Linked DNA regions of Mus musculus: region 1 is linked to region 2. Evidence: chromatin contacts called from public promoter capture Hi-C data. All regions are on one chromosome and are shown on one strand. The core of a region is the stretch at or near the end of the contact, and the rest is flanking DNA. Distances in the headings are between cores, read along the strand shown. Region 1 overlaps Gm39485 (a long non-coding RNA gene). Region 2 overlaps Rptor (regulatory associated protein of MTOR, complex 1).

Region 1 (6,371 bases), core at 18-2,517, 150 kb before region 2:
GCCCCAGGAGGCTCAACTGTTTGAACACGCATTCCCTTCTTGGTGGCAAAAAGTAGGTCACTAGTGACCGACCTTTGGGGGTTAATGGTTCTGATATCTCTATGGTCCATCCCTCTGCCTCCCACTCCTGCTGCTGTGGCCAGAGCCTCCCGAAACAGTTAGCCTACGCCAGCCTCTCCTGCTTTACGTTGGTCCTGATAGGTTTTGTTTTAAAGATGCAAAAGGCACAAATATAGTTGCTCCCTGGGGAGAGAAGCAAGGTACGGAGCGGCTTCCTCCTGGGGCTTGACTTTAGTGCACCTCTCTTCCAGAGAACTCCCCTTCCAACCTGTTTGTTTTTTCCTTTGTGTTATGCTAAGGAACTAACACATCTCAGTGGAAACACTGTAGCACAGACCTCGACAAGCAAACTGCCCGGACTTTTCACATATAGGCAAGCCAGTGCTGGAGCTCAGGGCTCGGGGTGTGTGCCAGCTGCACAAATGCAGAGAGCCAGGGCTATGCTTCTGTGGCCTGAGTCCATCTCCTTGATATCCAGCCAGAAAGCAAAACCTCGAGTGTGTGTCTGATGTTTGTGACAGGACTTAGCTGGTTCTCATTTCTGTCAGGTCTGAGGGTGATGCCGTCACAGGTATGGCCTGCAAGCACGGTGTCTGTGCCGAGGGGTTTGGGGGTTCAGGAGTGATGGGGCCAGGCTCAGCCCCTCAGTCTCTTTGCCCTGATGCTTTCCCGTTGGTTTTCTGCTCCAGCTCCTGCACAGATGACCTGCAGAGGCTGAGAATTCAGTTTGCCCTGTAATCCTGCACCCTGCAGGGTACAGCTTGCTTGTGATCTGCAGGCACAGCAGCCCGGCCACAGGAAACTTGGTTACCTCTTCTAGCAGCCCCATGTGTTTCCTGGTTTTCTCACTCTGCCTTGAACTGAGAATTTAAAATCCCTTGTATGCCATTCTAAAAATGCAATCTTCCTGGTGCTGGCAGACACCAGCATCCTACCCCACAGCCCCAAGCTCTCCCCTGGTGCAGCTCTGAGCCTGTTCCTTGGTTGCCTGACTCTGCTTTCCAGAAAGACTATTCCGGGCAGTGACCAGGGTTTAACCAGGCAGGGTTGGAAGCATCTGTCCTGTCACAGAGCCCTGGGGTCAGAAGCACCAAAATCGTTGAAAGAGTCAGAGGAATAAAGAGGGCAGATTTCTCTACAAGCTCTGTGGGAGGCCACACCAGGCTTTCCCTGGCTTCTGAAGGCGACATGTTGTGATCCTCCCTCGGCTGCTTGGCTGGCAGAACATCACCCGATCTCTGCTTCCACCTTCACACTGCATCTCCCACTGTCTGTGTCCAAATCCTCTTTATAAAGAATCATCACTTTGGATTAAGGCTTGCCTCAACCCAACTGTACCTACAACGGCCCTGTTCCAAAGAAGGACACATTCTGAGGCCAAAACAGCAACATGAGGCTTTTTGTTGGGGGTGACACACACACGTGCCTGGTGTCCACAAAACCAGGATAGGGTATTGGTTTCTGGAACTGGAGTTAAAGATGGTCATGAGCCACCACTGGGTACACCTCTCTCTGTTAGAGGAGCCAGGTGTAAACCACCTCTCCGGTCATCAGCGTGAGTTCTGGGGGAAACAACTCAATCCACACTGCACAGAGCCTTTGGTGCGTTGGGTAACCAGTGCTGGGTTCTGTGTGAGGCTGTTTCTGGAACTAGACTGAGCCAACCGAGGCATCCTTACTGGCTTGGATATTTCACCTAAAGGATATTTAGTGCTGAGAACCACATGTCTCAAAATCACCGAAGGGTTGGAGGAACGGAGGCTGGGGAGTCCCATCCCTGGGTCTCTGCACAGCATCTTCTGCAGCAGCCCTGAGAACACACAGAGGCCATAGATGCAGGCCTGCTGACCTAGTTATCAAGAAGGGGCACAGCTGTCAATCAATGTGCACTGAGGGGTGAGGTGCAAGCTGCCCACAAGGCAGGTTGCAGGTGGGTAATAGGTGGATGTGCAAAAGGATGAAGACTGCCTATGGGTCCGCAGGTGGGGTGTGAGAAGGCCTGTGCACTGTCTCCCCTTGAGCCAGCCTTCTACTGAGTGAAAGAAGGCCAGCCTAAAACAGTGACAAGAACTATTCCTTTCCCATTTCCAGAAAGTTTCTTATAGGGAATCTAACTTGGATCTCTTCCGTGGCTTTCAGCTTTGCAACACCAGGTAGCAGCGGGGCTGACACAGTGCCGAGCCACTCACAGGCAGTCTGCAGTGGGGGATACAAGAGAGTGAGTGATCGATCAGGGAGGTGGTGTTGGGATAGCTGGAGTGTAAGTGTGATCCCTGTGTGTTGCTGGCACTGAGATGTTCCCAACCTTTACCAGGGAGCAAGAACTGGCAGACACAGGAGTCACTTTCCTCCTTCATGTCACTCTTGTGACTGTGCCAGCTTCTCTGGGCCAGCTTCCATCTAGGGTTGGAAAGCAGGAAAGAGACGAAAGGCAGCTCACCTTTGCAGGCCTCGTTGGCACAACCAGAACAGGGCTCTGGATGGCCCAGCTGAGGCCAACAATCTACCCAAGTCAGGAATGACAGCCTTGTCATGGGAGGTCTACCCAAGCCAATTTCAGGGTCCAAAGGCCAGAAGCTTATGGCTACGCTGGTGAAGCTGGGAGAGATTGGGCTCTTGTCTTAAACAAGTATGTCATCTGGGTGTGTGACTCTCACATGTGTAAGCTGATGCCAGGGAGCATAAAGTGGGAGCCGCGGCTGTGCGTTACACACATACTATGTGGTGAGCTACTGGCAGAATGTAGGCAGGCTGTAGGTGAGTTATAGGGGGAGGTGCAGGAGGGCTGTGCAATGGATCCAGTGGTCCTGGGGCCCTCAGAGCTCAGACACAGGTAGCAGAAAATATGAGACAAGCCCAAGAAGGAATACTGTGGAGTCAGTAAGAAGACAGCAAATCCCAGAGATAGGGCCTGAGCTCAGGGGTTGGTGCTGACCAGTCAGGGCTGCAGACACCTGCTTGCTTTCAAGCAGGCCTGGATCGCCAGCAACGAGGGATACCTTGCACGTATGTTGCTAGACCTTCTAGAGGAAATTCTGAGGGGAGGAAGGCTGCTCTGAGGGAGCTCAGGGGTGGGGCGGGGCAGAAGAAAGTACTTGTCTCCCTCTCTCTCCCTCCCTCTCACATCTTTGAAGGATTGAGAACAGGAGCCCCTTTCTTCTGGGATGTTATGTTAATGTGGGTAGTGGCAATCCCTACTGCAACCACACAGTGGTGCTGTAGGACAGGCAGCTGATGAACTGCTGTGTAACCTCCATGCTGAGGCTCCTGTCACAGATGTGCCTAGATATGGGCAGTTTATTCATTCGCCCCTCACTCTTATGCTCAGCAGATGGCTGGCTTGTTTATTAGCTCATTCTCTCCCCACTCAGGCATTATCCACTGGTAGCTCACTCACTGGTTCATTTAGTACCTACCATCCATGGTCCTGCTCTGGCTTGTGGGGTGGTGATGGGGGGCACGGGCAAGGTGATGAGCAGTAAGGTAGGGGGATTCTGGGGATAGTTGTTAGGGAAGGGGGTGACATCTGACCCTAGAAGCCTGATCATCAGATACGACAGAGCAGGACAGTGTGGAGTGGGGCAGGGGACAGGCTATCATGGACCAGTAAGACAGGTGACAGGCTTAGGGGTGGACAGAGGAGGAGGTCAGACCTGACGAGGGCTTTGGTAGCTATGAGGGGGTCACACAGCCTTTGGTAAACCAGATGCTGTTTAGGAGAAAATCTTGGCTGATAACACAGGGTCTGTAGTCCAGCTCATACTAACTGCATCTCATAAGGACAATGTATGATATAGAGTCACACCTGTAAACCCAGAACTCAAAAAGATAAGGCAAGAGGATTAAGAGTTTGAGGTTAGACAGGGCTACCCTGTCTCAAATACCAAAACTAAAGCCAAAGCAAAGACTCAACCAAGCTCAATCCAGCTCCTCTGAGACTGATAAAGAGTAGAGGGCCAGTGGGGTGACGTGGCTCCGGTGTTTAAGGACATTTGCTGCCAAGCCTCATGACCTGAGTTCAAACCCTGGATCCCACAAGGTCCTCTGGCCTCCATGGCATGTGCATGCCCACACATGTGCAGGCATGCATACGCTCTAAACAAATAACATTAATAAAAAATAAAGAATAAGCATGTTTCTGACAATTCTGGATATTAGGAAGTCCAAGGTCCAGGCTTTAGCAGGTCCAGTGCTCGATGCCAGCCTAGGCTCTGCCTCTTAAGACAATGCCTTGCACACTTTGTCCTTATGTGGTGGAAAGAGGTAGTGAAGGGGGCTAACCACATTGTTCCTCTCACCCCAAGTTTTGTTTATTCATTCATTCACACATGGTCATGTAGGTAGTTTCTGCCTTATGAACAACATCCTATAAACATCCTCCAAGGTTTCCATGTGGTCACATGCTTTTGTTTCTCTGGGACTTATATTTAGCCCTGAAATTGCAGGGTTGTACCATAACTCCGTGCTAATCTTTTTTTTTTAAGATTTATTTATTATTATATCTAAGTACACTGTAGCTGTCTTCAGATGCACCAGAAGAAGGTATCAAATCTCATTATGGATGGTTGTGAGCCACCATGTGGTTGCTGGGAACTGAACTCAGGACCTCTGGAAGAACAGTCGGTGCTCTTAACCACTGAGCCATCTCTCTAGCCCCCCGTGCTGATCTTCTTGAAGAGATACCAAGCCACTTTCAGTATCGCCCACTCCTTCTCAAGCCCCCTACATAGTGCACAAGTGCTACAATCCCTTCATGTCCTGGTGGACACGTGCTACTTTCCACCTTCAGATTAAAGCCGAGTTGGCAGGTATGAGATGGTACCTCCCAGAAACTTGGTTGTATTATCTAGTGATGTCTTCCATGTGCTGCCTACTCATTTGCTGTTTTCTTTGGAGAGATGTCTAATCAAGTCCTTGACTGATCTCTTTTAAAGATCTTGGTTTATTAGGTCTTTATGGTGCCCCAGGCTGACCTTCAGATATACAGACCAAGCTAGTCTTGTGTCCACAGTCGTCCTGCATTGGCTACCTGAAGCCTGGAATTAGAGGCATTTATATACTGTGTGGGTTCTTTTCACTTTTTTACACCGTTGTTTAGACAGCGTTTCATATTATAGGCCATGCTGGCCTGCAGATAATAGCAGACCTCATTCTCTACTCTGTGGCCATGAGCCACCACATCAGCTTGGAGAGTCTTCTTCACCCACTGAGTAGTCTTGTTACAAATCTGTAAGCGGCCTCTTACTGTGCATTTCCTATTCTAGTCCACTGACCTGTAACTCTGACCCTTATTCCAGTGGCTACTCTAACCAAATGCGGTTAAGTTCTGAATTAAGAAATTAGAATCTTCTGGGGCTGGAGAGATGGCTCAGTGGTTAAGAGCACTGACTGCTCTTCCAGAGGTCATGAGTTCAATCCCAGCAACCACATGGTGGCTCACAACCATCTGTAATAGAATCTGATGCCCTCTTCTGGTGTGTCAGAAAACAGCTACAGTGTACTCATATAAATGTAATAAGCAAGTCTTTAAAAAAAAAAAAAAAGAAAGAAATTAGAATCTTCTAATCCCTCCTTTCTGTTCTGGCTGTTTTGGGACCTTTGGCAGTTCTGCAACATGAGGGTTGGTTTTCTATTTTTAAAACTTTTTAAAATAGTCGTTTTTGACTACTTGTGTCAGTATATGCACATGAAGGGAAGTGGAGCTACAGGCAGTCACTAGTTGACTGACATGGTCACTGGGATTGAAGATCAAGGGCAGAGTGTTTCTAATGCTGCACCCTCTCCAGCCCTGAGGGTTGGGGTTTCTACTGTAATTTCCACCATTTGAATGTGTGCATGTGCCAGTGGATGTGGGTATGGGTGTTAGACAGTGGAAGTCAGAGGGCAACTCTGAGTGTAGTCTTCAGCATCCCCCTTGAAACAGTGTTTCCAACTCACTGGCCGGTGAATTTCTGGGGTTTTCCTGTCTCTGCCTTCCATCTCATCATAGGAATTCTGGGATTACCAATATGTGCAACTGTGTCCAACTTTTGCTCTTACCCACTGAGCCATCTCCCTAGCCAACATTAGATCTTGTGATCCATGAACATGGGAGACCTCTCCATCTCCTCGGGTCCTCAGGTGTTTCCGCTCCCTCCCCCCCCCCCCCCCCAGGGTTTCTCTGTGTAACCCTGGCTGTCCTGGAACTCACTCTGTAGACCAGGCTGGCCTGGAACTCAGAAATCCGCCTGCCTCTGCCTCCCAAGTGCTGGGATTAAAGGCATGTGACGCCATGCCCGGCTCCTCAGGTTTCTTGAATGTGTTGTAGTTTT
Region 2 (6,391 bases), core at 3,343-5,842:
CAAAAGACACCAGGGAGGGTGTCACCGGTACCAAAGACACCAGGGAGGGTGTCACTGGTATCAAAGACACCAGGGAGGGTGTCACCAGTACAAAAGACACCAGGGAGGGTGTCACCAGTACCAAAGACACCAGGGAGGGTGTCACTGGTATCAAAGACACCAGGGAGGGTGTCACTGGTGTCAAAGACACCAGGGAGGGTGTCACCAGTACAAAAGACACCAGGGAGGGTGTCACCAGTACCAAAGACACCAGGGAGGGTGTCACTGGTATCAAAGACACCAGGGAGGGTGTCACCAGTACCCACAGAAGCAGCACAGGTGGAGGTCAGAATGTCAGCTCTGAGTCCGGGCACTAGTTCCTGAATCCTGCCTACGAGTTCCCTTGGGAGCAGCCTGCAGGTAAGAGCTAGTGTTGGCACAGCCTTCACAGGCTTGTGGGAATACTGTGCACACGCTGGGCGTGCAGTTGTGCAACCGATGCTCAGTAAATCACAGCTGTGATTGTTACCCAAATCTTAACTTTTCCTTCAGTTACACTTAAGAAACAGTGGGCCCCGGAGATGACTCAGAGGCTGAGATGCTACAGTGCTACGACACCGTCAGCAGAGCAGAGTCTCAGAGAGCACGAGGTCCAGGAGACAGGCTCCCTCGGGCTGCAAACCCTAACTCGTTACTGTGGAGGCAGCATGGGGTGCTAAGCAGCTCTGCACTCAGAACTTTGGCTGAGATTTTGTTATTGGCTGCACCCTTCCCTGACCTTTTCTCTATCTCCATTTCTCACTAAAGCCTGAGCTGCACTTGCTGCTCATGTGCTTTCAATGAATTCAGCCTGAACATTTGTTACTTCAAGTTGCAGGACATGATGGCACATTGCTGTAGCCCAGCATGCAGGAGGCCAAGGCAAGACTGCAGGTTCCTGAGGTTGGCAACGCTCTGTCTCAATATTAACAACAATAACAAGCTAAATAAAAACCAATCAAACAAAGTATTTCTTCTTTAATCCCCAACCTTTTCTTTCTGGGTCATTTTTACACATTAATTTTTTAAACTAGGGTTTCAGGCATGGGTTGAGAAAGTTAGCACAAGGTATGTCTCTCCCAGCATTCCTCTAAACCCTGCCTTCTCATGACTGAGTTCCATCTACTATGTGTGGTCGGAGATCACAAGACAAAAAGGGAGATCCTCTGGACTTATTATAGATGGCTCCTTTGCAGTATAGACATAGTTTATTTGATAAATGGCCCATACATGCTCAAAAATGTGGATTCTTTGTTGCATGGATGGTTGTGTGTGCGCGGCGATGGACCTGGGTAATTAACCTATTATTAACCCCACCCCTTGGCTGGAACTTTCTCTCAGGAGCATTCTGACCGGGCTCCTGACTCAGCTCCCCCTGCATGAATGACTGTAGGTGGCACCTCTCAGCTTACGACTGTGTCAGGTCATACTGCTGCGGCTGCCGTCCTCCCCTGCCCTCTTGCTCCTTTTCCACAGTAAAGCACTTTGCTTTGCTTGCTCAGTGCCACCCTGGGCTCTGCGTGGACTCTGGCGTCTGCCGCTGTCTTCTCAGCCTTTATGTTTCTGTCTTGCAGCTCATGAGGGCTGCACCTTTATGTCTTCGTCCCATAAGGATCAATTGCCACCCACTCTTGCCACAGCTCACTCTGCCACCTGAGAGCATTTCCTAGACTCTATTCCTCTCTTTTTTTTTCTTTTCTTTTTTTTCTTTTTTTTTTTGTCCTTCCTTCCTCCATCTGTATTCTCAGCTTCATATCACAGAGCTGGACATCTCTAGCATGGTGACATATCTGCTTTCCTTGGGAGAGGTCTTCACCCACCTGTCTTCTTGCCTCTTCCTTTTCTCTACACTGGTAATTCATCTTCCCACTCTCCTAGCTCTGTTTTCTGAGTAACTTTACCCAGAATGCTGCTTTCCCTATCAACCAACCTCATTCTGCGCCACACAGAGAAGCAGTTGAATCAACCAGGGAAAGGAGGGGATGGCTGTAGTCAGTCAGAAAGCCCCCTCAGCCTGCCCTTGCCTATCTCTACTGCCCATGCCTCTATTCTACACTTGCCGCCTCCAAGGTCTCTGTCTGCAGCTTCTCGTAGTGTGGTTTCTAAACTCCAGTGACATTCAGACTCACTGGGGAGTCAGCAGGCAAGGCCACTCTCAATAGTTTACATCTTTTTCTTATGACCAAAATCAGGGTATCCATAGCACGCTGTTCTCTGAGAGTGGTGTGATTTTCATCTTAACTGAATGAAAATGGAGCCTGGGACACAAAGGGTGTAGCTGAGCAGGGGAGAAACATCCTGAGTAGGTACATGGAAAATCGTGCAGTTTGGGATCTGCATGGGACCAGAAGATAGCTGGTTTCAGATGGTGAAGCCAATTCTTCACAGGAAGACCGAAGGTCAGACTCTTCAGCACTAAGATCAAAGGGCACTAGTACAACTCTGTAAGGCAGGTGAGCCAGACAATAGCCTTAGGCAGGTGAGCCAGACAAGAACCTACGTTTGTGCTTCTGGTTTTTGGTTTTGTTTTTCTCTCTTTTTTGAAACAGGGTCTTGTTACATAAAACTAAGCTGGCCTCAAACTCAGCAATTCTTCTGTCTCAGCCTCTGGCATGTAAGAATTTCTCTCTCTCTCTCTCTCTCCCTCCCTCCCCTCTGAATCTTAACAAAAACAGGAGAGTGGTGGTTGATGCCATTACTCTCAGCACTCTGAGAAGCATGCTGATCTCCGTGAGTTGGAGGCCATCCTGGTCCTGGAGTTCAGGGCAGCCAGGGCTATACAGAAAAACCCTCATAAACAAACAAACAAAAAAATCTAAACAAGTGGGTAGGAGAGAAGGCTCCACTATAGAGAGGACACCATGTTTTCCCAGAGGACCCAAGTTCAACCCCAGCACCCATGTCAGGAGGCTCACAACCTCCTGACACTCCAGCTCCAAGGGGATCTCACCAGGGCTTCTGGTACACGCACACATGAGTGCACACACAGGAATGCATACACAAGCATGCACACATACAAAGATGCACTCTATCTTAGTTAATTCTCAATTGCCGTGACCAAAAGACCATAATAAAAGGCAACTTCTTTAATTTGGGGTTCAAGTTTCTGGAGTCCATGACCAGCATTGTGCCCTTCCTCTAGCCTTGAGCAGACTGGCTCAGACCTGGCTTGCCACAGCCGGCTAGCCCACCTACGGTGGAGTCTATTGTCCTGCCACATCTGCAGCTTTCCACCAAGACACTACTACCTGCTAAGAGGCTGAACCTGTTTTCCTGACACTATCAGACTAAGCAAGGAGATCCTGGCGTAGTGGGGGATGGGTTCCCCTCTTTATAAGCTCAGACTCATAAGCAAACATTGGCCTTGATCAGACCTTTGTCTTGGCTTGTTATTTCTCTCGCAGCCTTTCCCATCCAAAACCCCATGTTTCCTTTCAGGAACCCGGGAACCCGTGGCCAATGGAGACTATAAGCCTGGTAGGGAGCATGGTGAAAGCAGGCAGGCTTTGGTGCTGGAGCAGTAGCTGAGAGCTCATATCCTGATCCACAACTGCATGGTCAAGTGAGCTAACTGGGACCGGCCTGAGCTTCTGAAACCAGAGCCCACCCACAGTGATACTTCTCCTCTAACAAGGCCACACCTTCTAATCCTTCCCTAACAGTTCCACCAACTGCAGATGAGCCTGTAGTGGTCGTTCCTAATCAGACATCACAGAACCTAAACAAGATCTTAGCCCTGAAGTGGGGCAGGAGGTCTGTCCTCTAGCAAAGCTGCTGAGCTTCAAAGACTCTGGCTCAATACTATAAATGATAAAACCTTGCATTTACAGAAGCAACTCCTACTGACTCTGAGCCTAGTAGCCTTCCAGAGACAACATCAAGTGTTACCACAGTAGCAGAAAGGAGACACGATAGCAAAGTGCCCCACACCTTCCTTACACAGGATGTTCGCTTGGGGCCATCCTGCTGGGGCCGGGCGGAGGGAGCAGAGCTGCCGCTCCTGCAAACATCTTCAACACTGCACAGTTAGCACTTAATCTCCCAGAGACTCAGTGGCTTAACTGAAAGGGAGGAGTTCCTGACCTCACTCCAACCCAAAATAATGCTGTCATTTTCATTAATAGACAGCAGAACTGTATGCTGCCTGGTGCGACAGACATCAATCTCCTTTACAGCTGGTCTCAAAGCAAACTGAATACCTCTGAGTCAGAGCTTCCAGCAGCACACACATATGCCCATAATAAATTTAAAATGGTATTATGCCACTCAATCAAAGAAATAGAAACAGCTAAAGGAAAACGATATATATTTTGGATGCTTACACTATACTGATATATATGGGAAGCAAGGCAATTACTTACAGAGAATATTACAACTGTTAACTTAAGAATTACTGAAGTCAGTTTTGAAAATAAGAAAGAGGCAAATTTCCTGAGGCAAAAATGAAAAAAAAAAATCTGCACAATGTCTTCTGACAAGTGCTTCTTCATCAAACAAGAGCCATCCACACACGGCCGCAGACACGGCTGACTCTGTATTCACAGAGCTCAGCTGCATCTGGACCGATTGCCAAGCACGGGCATTCTGAAGCAACCTCCCGTATACAATGAAGACAGTAGTTTTCAGTATTATTAAGGAAAGGAGGGAGGGAAAGTCCTGAGCTTTCTTTCCTAGGCCATTCACAGTCCTCAATGTGACTGTCATTTCACAGCCTAATCCTGGTTTCATGTTTCTGCAACAGTAACTGGCACACTACAGCTTAAGATCACACCTGGCCAGTGCTTATTTTTGTAAATAACATTTGTGAAGCCCAGCCACACCCACCTGTCACATCTGGTCCCTGAAACAACAGAGCTGGGATTACTCAGGAACTGACCCTTCTGATACTGTGAGAGCAACTCTGAACTCACCGACCACCATCTTCACAATGCTAGGCCCTAAAGCCCCAGACTAGTTTGTGAACACATGGAGAGTGGGATGGGAGGTGATGGGGGAAAAGCTGACATGTGCTTTGAAGATAAAAATGTTGGTTACTCCCTCCCTCTCATTTTGTACTTTTCATTAATTCTCTGAAAAGATATACTCAGTTTTTATTAAAATGTACGAAACTGACTTTACAATGAAAAAAAAAACCCTAATTCTAAAAACATGGGTAATTACCAAATGAAAAAATATATTCCCTTTTCTATCAGACTCATTGCAGTACCTCCCTGAGATTACAGATCTACCCGCTAGAGCTGAGCTGACAGCATTCGGGCACTAGATGTGAATGAGGACCATTCTCCCCAACTGCGTGCGGCACAATGGTGCTAAAGTCCATGTTATGGAAGTTGTGTCAACTTGGTTTTTACTGTACTTCCTACTAATGCTTAATGCTTACTTAAACTTAATTATGTCCTCAGTCCAAAAAGGATTTCAGGCACCTAAGCAATGACATGCTTTTTGGGTAGAGCAAGCCCATCCTCTGCTTGGCAGCGGGGTGTGGAGTCCTTAGAGCTGCCCAGACCTACAGGCATAAGCCCTGCGCGTGTGGAGTTGGAGATCAGTGCAGGGCAGTGCAGGGCAGGCGCACTGAGGTCTGGCAGAGGCACTAAGGCAGTGTGTTAGGAAGGAAGGCATGGGTGAGTCCAGGCACAGTGTCAGGCTCTGTGGGTGCTTGTGTCTATTTCTGCTCACCCTCCTTACACATCTAATCACCTGCCTAGAGAACTGCATAAGGGAGCTAGTCTGCAGCAGGATATGCAGTGTCACAACAGAGCTGGTGCCCTGGCCCATTCTTTTCAGAAAGCACTCTGAAAAGCTGGGGAGTTCCAAGGCAGAGGTGGAAGTGGTCATGTAGCCAGCTCTGTAGGGTCCACAGTACCCTGACAGCTCTGACACACAGTCACTCAATAGCTTTCTGCTTGTACTACAGATATGATCATGCCTACCGAGGACTGACGGCCACACTCGCTCGTCATTACCTGGATCGTGTTCTTAAATACGATTCTCCAGGAATTGCACACATGCACACTCAGGGCTATCCCTCAGTCCTGGGTGATGAAGTCATCCCGTGACTCTACAGCCTAACAAAGCCCACCCAATGGCCTTGACTCCCTCCCCTGAAGCTCTGCAGCCTGGTGGAGTGGACCGGCTCATTCTTCTGGGTGGTCTGGCAGTGTACGCCAGTCTGGGTACTCTCTGTTCCCCTCAATCCCTGCCATGTAACACTCCACTTCCACTGCCAGCTGCTCCGAGGAACACTTGGAATACCTCTGTTCCCTGAAACACAGCAGCTTCTGGTACCATGAATCTATTCAGTTCTTGGTCATGAATTACCTTCAAGTATACATATTTTCTCTATCTTGCATAAAGAGCCTCTTTTAAAAGGCCA

Evidence for each region. Promoter capture Hi-C pulls out the DNA fragments that hold promoters and counts their contacts.
Region 1: a contact with region 2 is called in a promoter capture Hi-C map of hippocampal neurons, with 2.1 times the contacts expected there. The contact joins two enhancer-like sites. A contact is called at or near these places in 1 of 39 promoter capture datasets (hippocampal neurons), 7 of 484 Hi-C or Micro-C datasets (the C2C12 cell line, the HL-1 cell line, bone marrow-derived macrophages and 3 more), 3 of 115 datasets of contacts at active chromatin or transcription factors (bone marrow-derived dendritic cells, embryonic stem cells and pancreatic cancer cells) and 1 of 9 other capture datasets (adipose tissue).

Annotation. Positions count from the first base shown.
Region 1 is chr11:119,902,042-119,908,412 of GRCm38.p6, reverse strand. It overlaps Gm39485 (a long non-coding RNA gene), which reads left to right. Exons shown (of 3, transcript XR_003949830.1): 3 at 1-1,717. Among named protein-coding and RNA genes, the nearest start is that of Chmp6, 8.6 kb to the left of the region's middle. Within about 2 kb of position 1,267, at least 11 of the 459 cell types and tissues checked have an H3K27ac peak or open chromatin away from gene starts, as enhancers often do. A contact at or near this core is called in hippocampal neurons, where this site is marked.
Region 2 is chr11:119,757,317-119,763,707 of GRCm38.p6, reverse strand. The region is part of intron 6 of Rptor (regulatory associated protein of MTOR, complex 1); the gene reads right to left. Among named protein-coding and RNA genes, the nearest start is that of Rptoros, 74 kb to the left of the region's middle. Within about 2 kb of position 4,592, at least 23 of the 459 cell types and tissues checked have an H3K27ac peak or open chromatin away from gene starts, as enhancers often do. A contact at or near this core is called in hippocampal neurons, where this site is marked.